2 separate regions of the Dromaius novaehollandiae genome follow, and region 2 is linked to region 1. A link is a contact called in public Hi-C data. All regions are on one chromosome and are shown on one strand. Each heading gives the region's core, a stretch centred on a gene start, on an enhancer-like site or on the middle of the called end of the contact. The rest is flanking DNA. Distances are from core to core; before and after follow the strand shown.

Region 1 (2,888 bases), core at 72-2,571:
CCACCACCGGAGAACCGCCTGCGACGAAATGTTTACTTTAAGCAGCAGAAGTTGCGCGGAGGGCAGGGGCAGGAACGCTTACCTTCAACCGTTTCACCACTTCATCGTTGGTAATTTTGTCTGTGATCTCCTTCACCCCGGGAGGGTAGTAGATAATTTTACCATCGGCAGTCGGTTTCGGTTGGGTAGCCGGGAAGTCCATCCTGGTGCTGCTGGTTATAAACTTTCCTTCTCCACAGTCCTCTACCGGCCTCTATCGGTCAGAAAACAAAAGTTCAGCAGAATAGAAACGACTTTCTAACCCTCTTTTTCCATTTCTAACCCTCAATTCACCGAAGGCCCCGCTTCTCGCCGCGGCGACGGAGCCCCCCGGCCCCGCGGCCGCCGCCTCCCGCGGCCGCCGCCGCCCCCGGCGAGGCCCCCGCCTCCGCCCGCGACTCCGGCCCCTCGGCGCCTCCTTTCACCGCGGGGCTGCTCCAGCGCGACGCGATTAGTTTGGAGCCGCCGATTTTACAATGAAATTCGGGGCTCGGCCGAATGATGCCCCGCGCCCCAGCGGCCGTGGCGACCCGCGGCGGGGGCCCCGCGGCCGGGCCCATCCCGGCGCCCGCGGGGCTCCGAGGCCGGCACATAAGCCCCAGGGCCGGCAGACGAGGCCTAAACAGTTAGGCCTCAAAACTATCGGGAGGCAGAGGAGCCGACAGGAGAGGGGGCAGGGAGGCGGCGGCGCCGATCGCAAACAAAACCCCCCGCGGCCCCCGGCCCCCCGCCGGCCCCCCCGCGGCGGCGGGGCCCCCCCGGCGGCGGGGGCCAGGCCACTCTCCACTTTCCATTTTGTTCCCGCAACTTCATGTCCCTCAGCCCGCGCCCCGCCGCCCGCCCGCGCCCCGCCGCCCCTCACCCAACTCCCGCGGCGGGGCCCACAAAGAGCCCCCCGGCGCGGCGCAGCGCGCACACCCCCGCCGGCCGCGGGCGACGGGGAGGCGGGGGCGCGCAGGGAGGGAAGCGGGACCCGGAGCCGCCTTTACCTCATGCAGCTCCGGAAGGTGCAGCATTGAGTAGCCTCCGTGCCGGGTGGTGCTCGCCGCGCCGCCCCCGCCGGCCGCTGCCCCGGCGGCGCCCGCTGCCTGCCTGCTCCGCGGTGCGGCGGCGACTCCCGCTCCGGCTCCGGCTCCGGCTCCTGCTCGCGGAGGGCTGGGGGAGGGGGAAGGCTGCTCGGTGGCGGCGGCCGGGGAGAGGGGGAGGCTCCGGCGGAGCGTGCGCCGCGGGGACACAGTGCCGCTCTCCGTCCGGCCGCGGAAGAGCAGCCCGGGAGGAGGCTCCGCGCCCTGCCCCCTTCCCTCCCTGCCTCCGCCCGCACCGCGCCGCGCCGCCCCGCCAGGAGCCGCCGCGCCGCGCCGGCCAGCGAGGCCCCGGGCCGCGCCGCGCCTCGTGCAGGGCGGCGGCGGGCAGTACCGGGCGCGGCCGCCGCAGCGCTGCCTCCCGCTTGGCGCCAAAAGCCCCGGAGCGGCGCCGGCGCCGGGGCCCGGTACTAGCGGGCCGCGGACGGCGGCTGCTCCGGCCCGGCGGCTGCTGCGGCCTGCCCGAGCCCGGCGGGGCCCCTCCCGTGGCGGCGGGCGGCCGAGGCGAGGCCTGGCCGGGGCTGCCAGGCCGCGGCGCTGCGTGCGGCAGAGGGAAGCCGCTCTGCCCCGGGCCGGGCTGGGCTCTGCGGGCCTCGGGGTCGGGCCCTGCCTCGCCGCTGCCTCGGAGCGGTTTCCAGACGGCTTTGAACCCGCGTTTCCTGCCGACTTATTATTTTGTAACTGGCGGTGGCGAGGCCCGGCCGGCGCGATAAATAACGAAATAGGGGAAAGTAGTTTATGGTGGCGCAGTCTGTGCCGCGGCAGGGAGAAGTAAATAGCCCTTCTTCAAACGGATCGTGGAGAGAGCCGCTTCTGCATGCTGGTATCTAAATTTTTCTTCTTCGTTGTCAGCAGATGAGTTTCTCAGAAATTAATTTAGTTACAGATCTTCAGGAGAAGCTTGAATATGCGTGCTGAAGGAGCCCTTGCCAGTAAACTCAGAAGAGCCTTCCATGCAAAAATGTGCTTTGTAATTTAATATTCTTCCATATTTCGAGGAGGTGGAATATATTTTGAAAGTCAGTGGTGAAGTAGGATATATCTGTCCACTTTGAATCAGCGTTACATGTTAAGCGTGTCTGTGTTTATGTATAAAGTGTTTTCCGTATGCCTGCCCTCCTCGGAGAAGGTGTGTGACACCAAAAGATCATTTTTAACTGATCAAGACTAATCTAAGGTCTCCAGCTGATTGGTTTTTGGCTACTGACACCCACTGAAAGTACTGTTGTTCCCAGTTTTGAAAATCGCCCGTGAGTTGTCCGTAGAGGACACTACAGCGAGGAGGTCGGGGTGAGCCCGGGAGGGACCGGGCTCCTCGTGGGCTGGGAGCTGGCCGGGCCTTCGTGGCGGGGCCTGGCTGGGCCTGGCCTTGCCGTGCGCAGGAGGAGCTGCAGGGCCTGCCAAAAGGTGTGGGAAGGAATAAGCGCCACCGCTTACGGCCAAGTGTGCCGAGGTCTGCCTCGACAAGGGGTGAGAGGAAAAGCGTGCAAAGACTGAGGGTTTCTTGGGTGCTTCTGGAGTAATGTCTCTCTTAAATCTGTATTCCTTGTGTCCCTGCCGTGTTGTCCTGGGGGAGATAAATTGAAAACCTTGGGTGTCCATAGCCTATGTGAAACCCACTCAGAAGAATGATACTGAAAGCGCCTGAGGATTGCAAGAAATGCTTAAGAGATCTCAGACTCTGATTTGGAGATGTAGAAGGTGCCACACAAGAGGCTTGAATCTGGTTGTGAGTCCAGAGTTAGAAAAAATGGATCCCAGGCTTAA
Region 2 (2,948 bases), core at 290-2,789, 140 kb before region 1:
TTATGTGCTGCATTTATAATTTTTCTCTATAGTACTCAACAGGAGCTGAGCACACCATAAACCTGACTTTCATTTATGAGCTCTATGAGGCAGAGAAGAATTATTACCCTTATGCCACAGGTGGGAACCTAAGGCAGAGCAAAGCTATGGCCTACCTCCTCAAAAGAACTTGGGCACATCAGTGGGACTTAGCTGTCTAAATTATTCTGAAGTTGAAGGCCCAAGATCACACCGGAAGTCATTAAAAGGAAAACAGACAATGCAAAATGGTTCTTTTTGGAAACATAATAAAAACTGGGAAAAATGCATTGCGTATTGTGTCAAAGCCAAGCTTCGATATGAAGAAAGAGCTGACTCTCTGAACCAGAGGCACATAGTACAACGCTGTTCCAGGAGAATGGAGTTTTCCTAGTCAAATCATGGGAGAAGAGTAAACACACGGAAAAAAAGAACTATATGCATCTGTAAATAGCTGCCAAATTTTTTATCAGTTGGGCCTGTATTTTCTTTAATGTTTATATAATAGTCAAAATGCTGTGTACACTACTGGAGATAAATGAGCAGTATTTGCAGATGACAGCCATGCCACAAGTAGACAAGTCCCAACTATAAGCCACTACAATCAGGTTCTAAAAACACAGAAATGCTCCCTGTTGGGATAAATGTCTACGCTGTACATGGCCCTACACTGTACAGTTAGAGGAGGCACCGTATGTGTTTCTGTAGACCTTTAAGTCTTGAAAGCCTCTAGTTCCCGAACGAACGGTTGTGAATGCACCCTCACATTCCCTTCTGAAAATCTGTCTACGCTCTCCTGTTCCATACCATATCTCGCCCTTCTCAGACAAGCAGGGATGGTTCCTGGTACCTGTCCCGGTCTTCTGGGCAGTGCAACATCCGCGGCTCACAGTGCTCGCTTCTGCAATGAAATATAGCAGTCCGTTAGACAGCGCTGACACCTTCGCCTCTTACTCCCCTTCCAACATCCTGCAGCAGCAGCCGCGCAAGGAAGCGGGACTCGCGCGGCCTCCCCAGGGCCAGGGCTCCCCGGCTGCGGCCCCAGCCCCTCCATCCCGCGGGAGGGGGCAGCAGCCTCTCGAGGGCAGGCGCTGAGCCCGGGCAGGTGCGGAGTACCGCCGTCTGCTCCAGTGCGGAAAGAACAGCAGCAGCGGGCCGGGCAGCTGCTGGGGCACGGGAAAACCCGCTGGTTGTCTGCGCCCGAGGGCTTCCCGAGGAGACCCGGGAGCGGCGCCCCGGGCCAGGCGCTTCCCCGCGGGCGCCCCCCGCCTCCGCCGGCACCTCGGGCCCGCCCCGGGCGGCTCGCCCTCCACCCGCCGCCGGCTGCCCCCGCCCGCCGCCCTCCGCCGCCCCCGCCGCGGCCGGTGCCCCGGGGACCCCCGGTGCGTGCGGCGGGGCCGCATCGCCGCGGGGGGAGGCGGCGGGGCCGCGTCGCCGCTCCATCGCCGCCGGCAGCTCCGCCGCGGGGCGCGGCGCAGGGCTCCGCCGGCCCCAGCGGCGCCCGGGCGTGAGCCGGCGCCGCGGGAAACGTGCGCGGCCCGTGACAGGAGGAGCGATGGCGGCGGGCAGGCGTCCCCCCGCGGCCGGCGGCGGCGGCCTCCCCCGGGGCAGCGGGGAGGCGGGGGCCGCGAGGCGACGGTTGGCGCGTCCCGCCCTCCCTCGCGCCCTGCGCGGCGGCCGGCGCTCGCCCCCCACCGCCGCCGGGCAGCCCCGCCGCCGACTCCGCGCCGCTCCGCGCACACGGCGGCCCCTCCTGAGCAGCGGCGGCGGCGGCGGCGGCAGAGCCGGGTGCCGCAGCGCGCATGCTCGGCCTGGGCGCCATTTTGGTGGGGCCGGGAGTTATCCAGCGAGAGCGGCGGCGGAGCTTGCTGGGCCCGGCGCGGAGGCAGCGAGGGTGTGCGGGTCGGTGCCCGCTGCGGAGATGGCGAACATCGCGGTGCAGAGGATCAAGCGGGAGTTCAAGGAGGTGCTGAAGAGCGAGGAGGTCAGAGCCTCTCCCCGCTGCCCTGCCCGGGCGCCGCCGCCACCCTCCCCCATGCGTGTGTGCGGGCAGCAGGGTCGGTGCGGGCTCCCCGCCGGGCTGCGCCGGGACCCCGCTCCCTCCTCGGCCCCACCTCCCCGCGCTGGGGGTGGGCCCGGCCCACGGCCTCGGGGAGGGGAATGGCGATTCCCGGGGAGACGGGACCCGCCGCCGCGGCGGGGGGAAGGAGGGGGCCGCGGGGCCCCTCCCCCAGCGGGCAGCGGGCACCGCCGGAGGGCGAGCGGGGCCGGCGGGCCCGGCCTGCCGGCGGCAGGAAGCGCGGCGGCGGCGGGGGGCAGCGGCGGCGGCCGGGCCGGGCCGGGCCGGGCAGCCTCCGGCGGCGGCGCCCTCCGCCCTCGCGGGCCGTGGGCGGCCGAGGCGGCGGAGCCCGCTACCAGGCCGGGCGCCGCGGGGTGGAGCCGCCCACGCGCGGGGCTCCCGCGACCCTCGCGCGCGCGACTGCCGCGCGCATCCCCGCGCGGCCCTGGGCGCCGGGCGGTAGCGAGGGGGCCCGGCGGGGCTGAGTAGTAGGGCGGCGGGCACACGCAGCCCCCAGCTCACCTCTCCGGTCAGCCAGGGACTGTGGAGTATGTCTGCGTTTTATTTTTTGTTTTTAAGGGCTGCAGGTAAATCCCTGTTTATCTAGGTTACTTTAATCCATAACTTCCTTTATCCCAGCGTAGGTTAACTCACCTTAAGGTGGATGCTTTTAAAACCGCACTCCTTTAATTCTTGTTATCTAGTTTTCTGCCTTTCTAACTAGTATCTCTCTGAAGCGGCTCATGTTATTGAGAGGCAGGTGGTGGTCAGTGAGAGAAGTAGGCTGCTTTTGGCAAGATGTTAAAAGAAGTTTTGATCCGTTATTGGGAATATGTAGGGATGCAGGGTTGCATCAGTACAATTTTTGCTG

The links. Hi-C and Micro-C count contacts between places; a contact is called where the count stands out from the background.
Region 2: a Hi-C map of ovary shows a contact between it and region 1, with 2.7 times the contacts expected there. The contact joins the promoter of UBE2K here to the promoter of PDS5A in region 1. A contact is called at or near these places in 3 of 4 Hi-C or Micro-C datasets (blood, brain and ovary).

Annotation. Positions count from the first base shown.
Region 1 is chr4:62,686,061-62,688,948 of bDroNov1.hap1, reverse strand. It overlaps PDS5A (PDS5 cohesin associated factor A), which reads right to left and starts at 1,321. Exons shown (of 33, transcript XM_064511263.1): 1 at 1,029-1,321; 2 at 83-253. The coding sequence starts at 1,055. It overlaps LOC112979520 (a long non-coding RNA gene), which reads left to right and starts at 1,370. Exons shown (of 2, transcript XR_003258192.2): 1 at 1,370-1,944.
Region 2 is chr4:62,825,912-62,828,859 of bDroNov1.hap1, reverse strand. UBE2K (ubiquitin conjugating enzyme E2 K) reads left to right here and starts at 1,539. Exons shown (of 7, transcript XM_064511265.1): 1 at 1,539-2,002. The coding sequence starts at 1,574. SMIM14 (small integral membrane protein 14) reads right to left here and starts at 1,807. Exons shown (of 6, transcript XM_064511268.1): 1 at 1,714-1,807; 2 at 826-919. The coding sequence starts at 828.